Linked DNA regions of Podarcis muralis: region 1 is linked to region 2. Evidence: chromatin contacts called from public Hi-C data. All regions are on one chromosome and are shown on one strand. The core of a region is the stretch at or near the end of the contact, and the rest is flanking DNA. Distances in the headings are between cores, read along the strand shown.

What was found. Hi-C and Micro-C count contacts between places; a contact is called where the count stands out from the background.
Region 1: a contact with region 2 is called in a Hi-C map of blood, with 3 times the contacts expected there. The contact joins the promoter of CBX1 here to the promoter of LOC114581594 in region 2. A contact is called at or near these places in 2 of 3 Hi-C or Micro-C datasets (blood and tail).

Annotation. Positions count from the first base shown.
Region 1 is chr13:33,303,268-33,308,118 of rPodMur119.hap1.1, reverse strand. It overlaps CBX1 (chromobox 1), which reads left to right and starts at 3,337. Exons shown (of 5, transcript XM_028702703.2): 1 at 3,337-3,546.
Region 2 is chr13:33,103,075-33,108,130 of rPodMur119.hap1.1, reverse strand. It overlaps LOC114581594, which reads left to right and starts at 1,425. Exons shown (of 7, transcript XM_028701915.2): 1 at 1,425-1,552; 2 at 3,049-3,260; 3 at 4,150-4,796. The coding sequence starts at 3,145.

The DNA.
Region 1 (4,851 bases), core at 2,088-4,587, 200 kb before region 2:
ATGTCCCCAGTTTTATTCTGTATTAAGAAGGTGCCTGTTGCTATGATGGGAGATTCAACACATCCCTCTGTTACACTTCTGTCACTGAGAGCTGAGTCATCTAGTGTCATGAATGGAAGAAAGGTTGCCTTCACTGAAGCCATGTCCTGAAGTTCAGTACTGTACTTTCCCCACTATGAATAGCAATCATCCACATGAAGGAGGAAAGAAGGGGTTGCAATAGGGACTGCCTTCAGGATAGGAGCTAAAATGTCCCTTGCTCCCCGTAACTCTAACCTACTTCTATTTCCACAGTCCCTTTCTGAGTTTGTTTCTTGGGGTGAAAACAGATGTAAATTTTCTTTTGAGGCCGCAACCCTTGGAATGATCTCCACAAGACTGAGCTATCCTGTATAGATAGGATTGTGCTGTCAGTGGTACAGGTGGCTTCAGATGTCACTTCCATGTGGCCTAAATACTTCACATCAAATGCTTTTTGAAAGACTAAGATTGCACATTTTCATTTGTCACACAAGTTTTAATTCCCCCAAATGCAAAAACATTAAGAATTTCAAGCCTCTATTCAGCACTATATGTGCTAAGATTCTGTCCCTGATGCATTGTGCTGCATCATTTATTGTAAGCCACTCAAACTCTCTTCTTAAGAAAAATAATTGAAATTTCTAAATCATAAAAGGATTGTGGGGGGAAGTCAGAATATATTGTTATGGTCCATCCTATTCTGTTGTACAAATGAAGATATATCCTAAGTTCTTGTATATACCCTTCAAGTTGATGGTTTAACAGCAGGTGTTGCTTTTTGTCAGTGGCCTATCATGTTAATTTGTTTGTTTTTAATCTAAAAGTCCATCTGGAAAGTACCTAAATCCAGGAGACAATGGTTGGTGGCGCTGAGAAACAAGATACTGGATTTTATAGGCCTTTGGTCAGGTTTGATCCAGCAGGGTGCTGCTTAAAGCCGGATCAGAAGATGCTTTGTCTTGGGGGCTGCTGTTGATTCTGAAGCTGCTGTTCTTACAGCTTGTGTGCCTACTTGCTTCCCACCTGTTCAACCTGTATATTTTAATCAGTAAATAGAGAAAGTCTTTAGTGCTGTCTTCCCCGGAGGAAATTGATCCTGCAAAGCTCCCCTGGGTGTGGGAATCAAATTTTCTTCTGCTCACATTCATGTTGAGTCAAAAATAGCTCCTTCCTATTATTTGGGATCGCCTGCCAACCTAGCAGTTCGAAAGCACCCCCGGGTGCAAGTAGATAAATAGGGACCGCTTACTAGCGGGAAGGTAAACGGCGTTCCGTGTGCTGCGCTGGCTCGCCAGATGCAGCTTGTCACGCTGGCCACGTGACCCGGAAGTGTCTGCGGACAGCGCTGGCCCCCGGCCTCTTAAGTGAGATGGGCGCACAACCCTAGAGTCTGTCAAGACTGGCCCGTACGGGCAGGGGTACCTTTACCTTTACCTTTATTATTTGGGATGTACAGTACTGAGTATTGTAATCCACTTCAGCACACAAATTCAGAACAAAAAGAACTACAGTACAGTATGTTCCTGGGTATCGTCCGACATGAAACTACAACTCCCAGGAGGCACAGCAACCTCCTGTTTGCGAGCACCCATTCTTGGGTGCTAAGTGCTACAGGGGCGTAGTGTTGTTAGACTGAAAGTTAATGTCGAGTCAGATAGGTAGCAAAAGGAAAGTCTTCGGACAGTGTAGGAAGTCTGGAAACGAAACTTCTGGGTTCCTTTACCATGCCCCTCTTCGTGCCTATTCATTGGAAACAATGGAGAAACCCAGGATTTTTGCGCTGCTGTGATTGAATACCAGTGTGTCCACTTAAAAGGCAGCAGCATGCGACAAAAATTAGGGCTTTTCTGATATTTCGCGTGAAGAACTGTCCTTTAAACTTTTCAGGCATTAAAAGAAACCTGCCCTGTGTCAATGAAATACTGTACATGCTTCACATACTGCAGAATGGGGGTGGCTTACCTTGCAAGCTAAATCCTGCACTCAGTTGTAACACAAGCTTTGTGTTTCATTGGCTTGCATGCAACTAAGCTGCGCTTGTTAAAAGCTGCAATTCTGTAACCACTTTCTTTTTTTCTTCAGTTTTTTTTATTGATTTTAACAGATATAACATATAAAACATACAAAAGAAAGAACATTACAATACTAAAAGAAAAAAGAAAACAAAAATAAAAACACATATTCCTTCTGAAGTTCATTTTAAATTCCATTATTAACTGACTTCCTCAAATCCCCCCTAACTGAATTTCATTGTATCACCTTGTAACAGTTCTCCAAAATCATCTTTCTACTACAATTTACTCCTTCAGTTTACTATCTTCATCTCTTTTCTTATTGACTTAAATCCATATTACTATACAACATTCTTATTCTAATCCTAGGCCTATTTGATACTTTCAAGTACCTTCTAATTATCTTATATTACAGTATTTAGCTAAATAATCTTTAAATTTATTCTAATCTTCTTGATGCTCCTCTTCTTTCTGATCACGGATTCTTCCAGTCAGGTCGGCCAGCTCCAAAACTCCAACATCTTCATCTGCCATTCTTCTACCGTTGGTATTTCTTGAGATTTCCAATTTTTGGCTAACAGTCTTGCCGCTGTAGTGGCATACAAAAATAGTCTAACATCTTTTTTGGGCAATTCCAATCCTATTATTCCAAGTAAAAAGGCTTCTGGTTTCTTAACAAATGTATTTTTCAACATTTTTTTCAACTCATTATAAATCTTTTCCCAGAAGTCCACCACATATGATAAAAAGTACCTTCTTTTTCTTTACACTTCCAGCATAAATTATCATTTGTATGATAAATCTTTGCTAATTCTACCGGGGTTAAGTACCACCTATACATCATTTTCATGTTTTCTTTCAATACCGGGCATGCAGTAAACTTAACCCCTTTCTTCCACATCCTTTCCCAGTCTTCCATCATTATATGTAACCACTTTCTTGAGAGTAAGCCTCATTGAACTCAGTGGGTCTAACTTCTGAGTAGAAGACGCATATAGGGTTCTGCTTGGAACCTCTTTCAAAAAACCACATGATTAGAAAAGAAAAGAGGAAGCTTTTGTTTTCGCGGCGTGTGAGTGTATGTTTGTGTTTGTGCAGGCTGCTTTGCTGTCCATCGCGGCTGTGCTGCGCTCTCAATGGCTACTTGCGTGAAAAGACTCGCAAGTACGCGACGTACGCGAGTCTATTTGCTATGTCTACGGGTAGAGGAAGGAAAAAGACAACATCCGGTCCCAAAATGCCGTGGGCGAGAGGAGGTCTTGGAGGGAATTAGAAAGAGGGGCGTAGGAGGAGAAGCAGGAGCATGCGCAGTGCGTCTCGGCGGGCCGAAGGGGTTGCAGCGCTCTTTTGTTTGGCGGAGGTGGAGCGAACGCGGGAGGCCCGTTGTCCAACCGTCGCTCTGTTCTGCTTTGAAACGAGACCGGCTCGCTCCGTGCGCCGCTCGCGCCGTCCTTCTCTCTCCCGCCCGCTTGTTTTTATTTCCCCTCGTGCGTTGTTGGCGGGGCTGAAGAAGGTAAAACTGGGGGCGCGCTCAGGGGGCCAACATCGCGCGCGCGGGCTGGACGGCCATATTGGGGGGTGCTGAGGGAGGGAGGGAATATTCCTGGGTGAGCGGGGGCTCCTCTTGGGAAGAGAGGTACAGTATTTATAAATGGGGGGCAGGCTTTTCTGGGCAGAAAGGAAATAGGCACAGTGCTTTCTGAGGCGAAATGCGTGAGTTGGGAGTGGAGATGGCTATGGCTCTTCCTAAGTGCGCCTGTGGGTGTGGGGTCCGAAAAGTGGGGTGTCTGTGGGGGGGGGGGAGGGAAGCGCATAATGTGTAGGGGAGCCATTTCAAAAGGGGGAGACGTGAAGTGGGCAGAGCAGATGGAGGGGTGCAATGGGAGGGGGACCCACAAAATGAATCCCCGTGTACCTAAGGTGCGGCATTTGCTGGGGAGCGTGGTTTCCTGTGGGAACGGGGAAATCGAGAAGGCGTTGGTAGTAAATAACGGTCGGGGGGGAGGGGGCGTTAATGAACGCGTACAGGAATGTGGAGAACGGTTTCCTAAAAGAAGCTGTAGCGGTATCAGAAATAGGGATGTCCAAATGCAAGGGCCGGTGGAGGGAGCCTGTGTGTGCGCGCCCGCGCATTTTTAATAGGTGTTCGAGGAAGCTGCTCCAAAGATGACGATGGGGGTGATGTGTGGAAGAATGGATGTAAAAAATACTAAGGAGGGGATGGTTGCAGAAAGAAGTGTGGGTATAGGTCCGTCCGTCCTTCCCCGCCCCCGAAAGTGGGAGGAAATATGCAGAAAAGGGATAATAGGGGTGGGTTTACGTGGAGCTGAGAGGGCTAGTTAAGAGGATTTTCCTCTGTTAGACAGTTAATAAGGGGAGATGAAATGGTAGGATATTGGGGGGGGGGGAATAATTCTTCGAGAAACTAACTATGAAAGTAAAGCTGTAGCGACTTTTTCCAAAGAAGGGGATCATCTGCCCAAGGTGGTAGTGCTTGTGAAGTTGGTCACTCCTTTAGTGTAACAAGAACATTGACTGGGGTGCTGGGATTGAGGCTGTGAATAGAGACAGAAGTGTTTCAGAGTCTGTATTGGAGTGTATCTGGGCTAAAATGAGGGGGAAACATAAATGGATTGTATACAGATTATGTAACGACTAATATGGGTAGGAAGGGTGAAATTAAAATTTTAAGGTAGGTAGGTGTGGGTTTTTATAAATTTGCACCTCCAAACCAGCATAACCATAGTGCAGTATTGGAGGAAGGAAAATGGGACCATACAGCTAGGCAGTCTGTATGTAGTGGTGATTGGATAGAAGA
Region 2 (5,056 bases), core at 176-2,675:
CATATTCTTCAACCTGCTGCCCTCCAGATGTTTTGGCCTACAACTCCCATGATCCCTAGCTAACAGGACCAGTGGTCAGGGATGATGTGAATTGTAGTCCAAAACATCTGGAGGGCCGAAGGTTGGGGATGCCTGTTCTGTATCAATCCATATTATCCATTGTAATTGTTACGCTACAAGTGAAATCGAAATCCTGCTAATGTTTTCATCTGCTTACAGTGGTCTCCTAAATAACTTAAACCCCCCCCCCCGTTCTTTTGTAAAGTTTTTGTCCTCTTGGTTTCTGGTTCTTAACCCGAGGTACCACTGTGCAATTCTATGATTCCCTGAGAGTCAGAACCTGCCTCTTTGTCTGGTCCAGAAGGGATGAGCGAGTAAACGATGATGATGGCAAGGAGCAGCAGCAGCCACTGCCTGCTTGCTCATTGGCTCTGCCTTGCTAGCAAGCAGGAGCTAGGATGAAGCAGCAATGTTGTTGTTTAGTTGTTTAGTTGTGTCCGACTCTTCGTGACCCCCTGGACCAGAGCATGCCAGGCACTCCTGTCTTCCACTGCCCCCAGCAGTTTGGTCAAACTGATGTTGGTAGCTTCGAGAACACTGCCCAACCATCTCGTCCTCTGTCGTCACCTTCTTGTGCCCTCAATCTTTCCCAACATCAGGGTCTTTTCCAAGGAGTCTTCTCTTCTCATGTGGTGGCCAAAGTATTGGAGCCTCAGCTTCAGGATCTGTCCTTCCAGTGAGCACTCAGGGCTGATTTCCTTAAGAATGGATAGGTTTGATCTTCTTGCCGTCCATGGGACTCTCAAGAGTCTCCTCCAGCACCATAATTCAAAAGCATCAATTTTTCGGCAATCAGCCTTCTTTATGGTCCAGCTCTCACTTCCATACATCACTACTGGGAAAACCATAGCTTTAACTATACGGACCTTTGTTAGCAAGGTGATGTATCTGCTTTTTAAGATGCTGTCTAGGTTTGTCATTGCTTTTCTCCCAAGAAGCAGGCGTCTTTTAATTTCGTGACTGCTGTCACCATCTGCAGTGATCACAGAACCCAAGAAAGTAAAATCTCTCACTGCCTCCATCCCCCCCCCCGCAATAATCTGGTTCTAATGCTATTTCAATTTCCAGTTTATGATTCATTTATTTTATGACTGGGAAAGCTGTCTTTCCTTCAAACAACCACAGGATTCCCGTCCACCTCCGTCGCCGCCTACTGTCAGCTGCCGGCAGAAGCCTGGTGCTCCGCTGCCTCGCCCCGCAAAAGAACTGACCATCTCTCAGGCCCCTCTAGGTAATGAACTTTCCAAATCGGCCCGGAAGCTGGGCGGCGCGTCACTAGTCTACCTTCTGAAAAGTCTATAGGGAAGGCGAGAAGGCGCCTCCCCTCGGCAGCCAATGGGAAGGCGGCGGAAGGCGGCCCAATGAGGAGGCAGAAGGAAAGAGCTCCGCGGCCAGTAGGAGAAGGGCAGGAGGAGGCGCGGAGAGCCGAGCGTGACGTCCGGGGGACGCTGCGCCAAGCTTGTAAACAGACCCTATGGAGGTTCTGTTAAAGGTACAGGGTCTCTTCTGTCTTTGGGGTGGGAAGGCAGAAGCCGGCAGTTGGGGTGAGAAGGGGCTGCTCAGGGAAGCTCGTGGGGCCTCGACGCAGTGCTGCTTCTAGAAATGAGAGGTGTAGTCTGCAAATGCCCAGTGGCACTATTTTTTTTTGCACGGTCTACTCAATATCTTCCAGGTATCAACCACCCTGCGTTAGAAAACAGGTCCCAGCGCTGTGATTTTGAAAGAAACGGAATAGTACCTTCGGGTATAGGGCGGCATATAAAGTCAATAATTAATAATAATAATAATACTTCACTTCTTGCAATTGATTAATTTATTGAATTCTAAAATTGTGTGTGTGCATTCACCAGCTCGGGTACAATTTTAGACATGTATATTATATATAATTGCATACAAAATGCAGTAAAAAAACAAAAACTCTAGTGGTTTAAGCAGTGGTTCCCAACCTTTTTTTGTCTATGCCTCATCTAAGCATCTCTAAAATCCTGATTACCCCCCCCCCCCGTGACATAAAATTCTTATAATTCAAAAAGTGAACTCCTATTCATGTGGAGGAAGCCTAAAAGACAATTAACTGTTAATAACTCATTCTCGAATTGCTCTCCTGTGGGGCGTGTGCCCCACATTGGGAACCACGGGGTTAGAATGTTGGACAAGAACCAGGGAAATCTTAGTGTGGCATCAGAAAGAGTGTCCCAGACCTCAAAGCCCTAAGGCCTAGCTGAAGGATGGCAAGGAAGAGGAAGAGGAGGAGGGGAGGGGAACAAGAAGGCAAAAAAGAAAAGGGGATCTATGAGTGTGGGGGGGGGGGGGGAGAAGTGGAAGCAAGGTATGGTAAAACAATATATGAATAATGGGGAAGGATAGGGAAGTCCTGTACTGCAAACCCTTTTTCTTCCACCACACCATACACTTGAAGTGCATTACTTCCACCAAAGAATTATGGGAAGTATCAAAATTCAAGTCCACAATGTTCATAGCAGCCCCAAAATTTTGTAAGTTACTGCGAGACATCTTTGTATTTCATCATTGTCTTTGTTTGCATAAATGAACAATAAAACCTGATGGACTATATTAACAGATATTATTATTATTATTATTATTATTATTATTATCATCATACTTTAGATTCTCCTTGTCTCCTCTACAAGATGAGGAGTGGATTGTTTTGTATTATTAAAATTATATTAATAATTTTTTTTAAAAAATGTAGAAACTTTGGTGTGTTATGGGTGCTGGGAACTGTAGCTCTGTGAGGGGGTAAACTACAGTTCCCAGGAATCTTTGGTTGAAATAATATGTTTAAAATGGATGGTATATATGTAGCCTTAAACTCAGACTCGTGGGAGAAGGCTTTTGGTGACCAGGGCGGGCACCCTTGAAGAAGCTTTGAAACACTTCATTCTGGATTTATTTACATGCTCCCATGTCTTCGCTGACAACAAATTCTATCAAACTCTGGCTCAAACTAAGGGTTGGTCTTGACAGTTTCTGATGCAGGTGCTGGCCTCTTCAAAGATGGGGACCAATAGCTGAAGGTGTACAGACCCAACAAGCTCCTAATCCTAGACTGTGCAGCAACGTATGGATGATAATCTTCAGGAGGAAGCAAGAATGAAAGGCAACACTCTGGAGAGTTCCACTTTTCATCAGCCCCACAGGCTGACCTCTCAGCGACGAGTGGCTGAAGAATGTGTCAGGTATGGAGAAAGTCCAGGCACAATACTGTCACCAGGTATTTTCTAGTGGGATGTGCTTGTAAAGGGCCATTGGAAGAATGAAAAATGACATTCCAGTGGTAATGTTGAGTTGCAGTAGGAATTCATATTGCAAAAATGACAGGATGGGGGGGGGGGAGTTGTAGGAGAGCCATGCAGCATAGAAGGTGGGGTACAATTTAGGCGAGATAACAAGACTTTGAGCAGTTTGGAGGGATAGTGTCCTCACTAGCAAGTGTTGCGTTTTTGTTTATTTTAATGCCAGCATTTACACTTAATCTTTAGGAACTAAATTGGGACCATGCAGGTTACTAATGAGTTCAAATGGGCCGTCTGAAATTAAGGAACACTCAGGGACTCAAGTCTCTGTTTTAGAAAAGACACTATTTTCCCCTGTGTCAAGATTTCCTTTGCAATGAGCGCTAGTCACTTTCAATCAATCAATCAATCAATCAATCAATCAAAATGTTTATTCGGCTTTACGCCCATCATGAAACACAACACAACAAAACAAATCAAAACAAATCAAATCAAATAAAACAGCGGACTCGTACAAGCCACAAGTAGTATAACACAGTTCTCAACCCACAAGGACAGATATTAGCCATTCATAAGAAAAGTTTAAGATTAAGATTAAAAAAATTTAGGCACTACACTAAAATCACTTTCATGTTACTGTTTTTAATGAAAAGAAAGGGTTTGTTTTTTTTTTTTTTGTTTTTTTTTTTGCAAGAACGGACAGGGAAGATTCTGGGGAACCTAAAAGCGGCACAGCCGATTCCTAAGAGAGAGTTATTCTGTGGTAGTTGCTTCTAGGCTTTTCCAGATCCTTTTCTCTTGAAACTTCCTCCTCCTTTTTGTCTGCTTCCAGCACCCAACCACTAAGGAGCGCTGGAAAAGCCTGCTCTCCCCTAACATGCTCATTTGAAGAAGGCAAAAACCGGAAAAAAGCCAAGCTTGCTGGTAGAAGACACACTAGTCCAAGCCTTGCTCCTCCAGTCCCTCCAGTGCTGGAACTACAGGGAATGTCTTACGGACAAGTCTTCCAGAATTTGGATCTCCATAGCCAGTGTCCTTTCAGTATGCCACAGTGCAGGAGGACTCCAGAAAATCCTGAGGCTGCCCATGCAGCCCCTTACATGTCCATCTCTGCCCCTGCCAGACCAGGAGTGGATTTGTCACAACCCCCGTCACTGAGTCACCAGCTGATGGGTTCCTGTCATCAAAACACTCACGAATGCACGCCTGTCATGGACAACAGCAGAGTGACGAGTCTGTACGCTGAACTGATCAGAGAACTGGAGCGGCAGGTGGCAGAGTTGAGGAGAGCGCTGGCGTCTCGGATGGAGGCTGCTGTGCGGCAGGAGAAGAGGATCCAGGAGCTGGAGCTGGAGAACCATGAGCTGAAAGCTCTCACCCAGAATTTAGAGGAGCAGAACGACTTCCTGTCCATCAGGAATGGTGCAGGTGGAGGAGCACCAGCCAAGGTGGTGCTGGGAACGGGACACCCTCTCTTTGGTAAAAAAAAACCAGTAACACCTAAATGCTGCTTGTAGTGGGGGGATTAGAGCTTCACACCAGTCCTCTCTCCAGTCTGTACTGGAAGTTTCAAAAGGAGGCAGTCCATGAGGACATCTCAACAAGGGATGTGGTGTGAGAGGAACAGAGGAAAGGATGATCTTGCATACTAGGGGTAGTGTCCAATATGGCTAGGGACGCGGGTGGCTCTGTGGGTTAAACCACTGAGCCTAGGACTTGCTGATCAGAAGGTCGGCGGT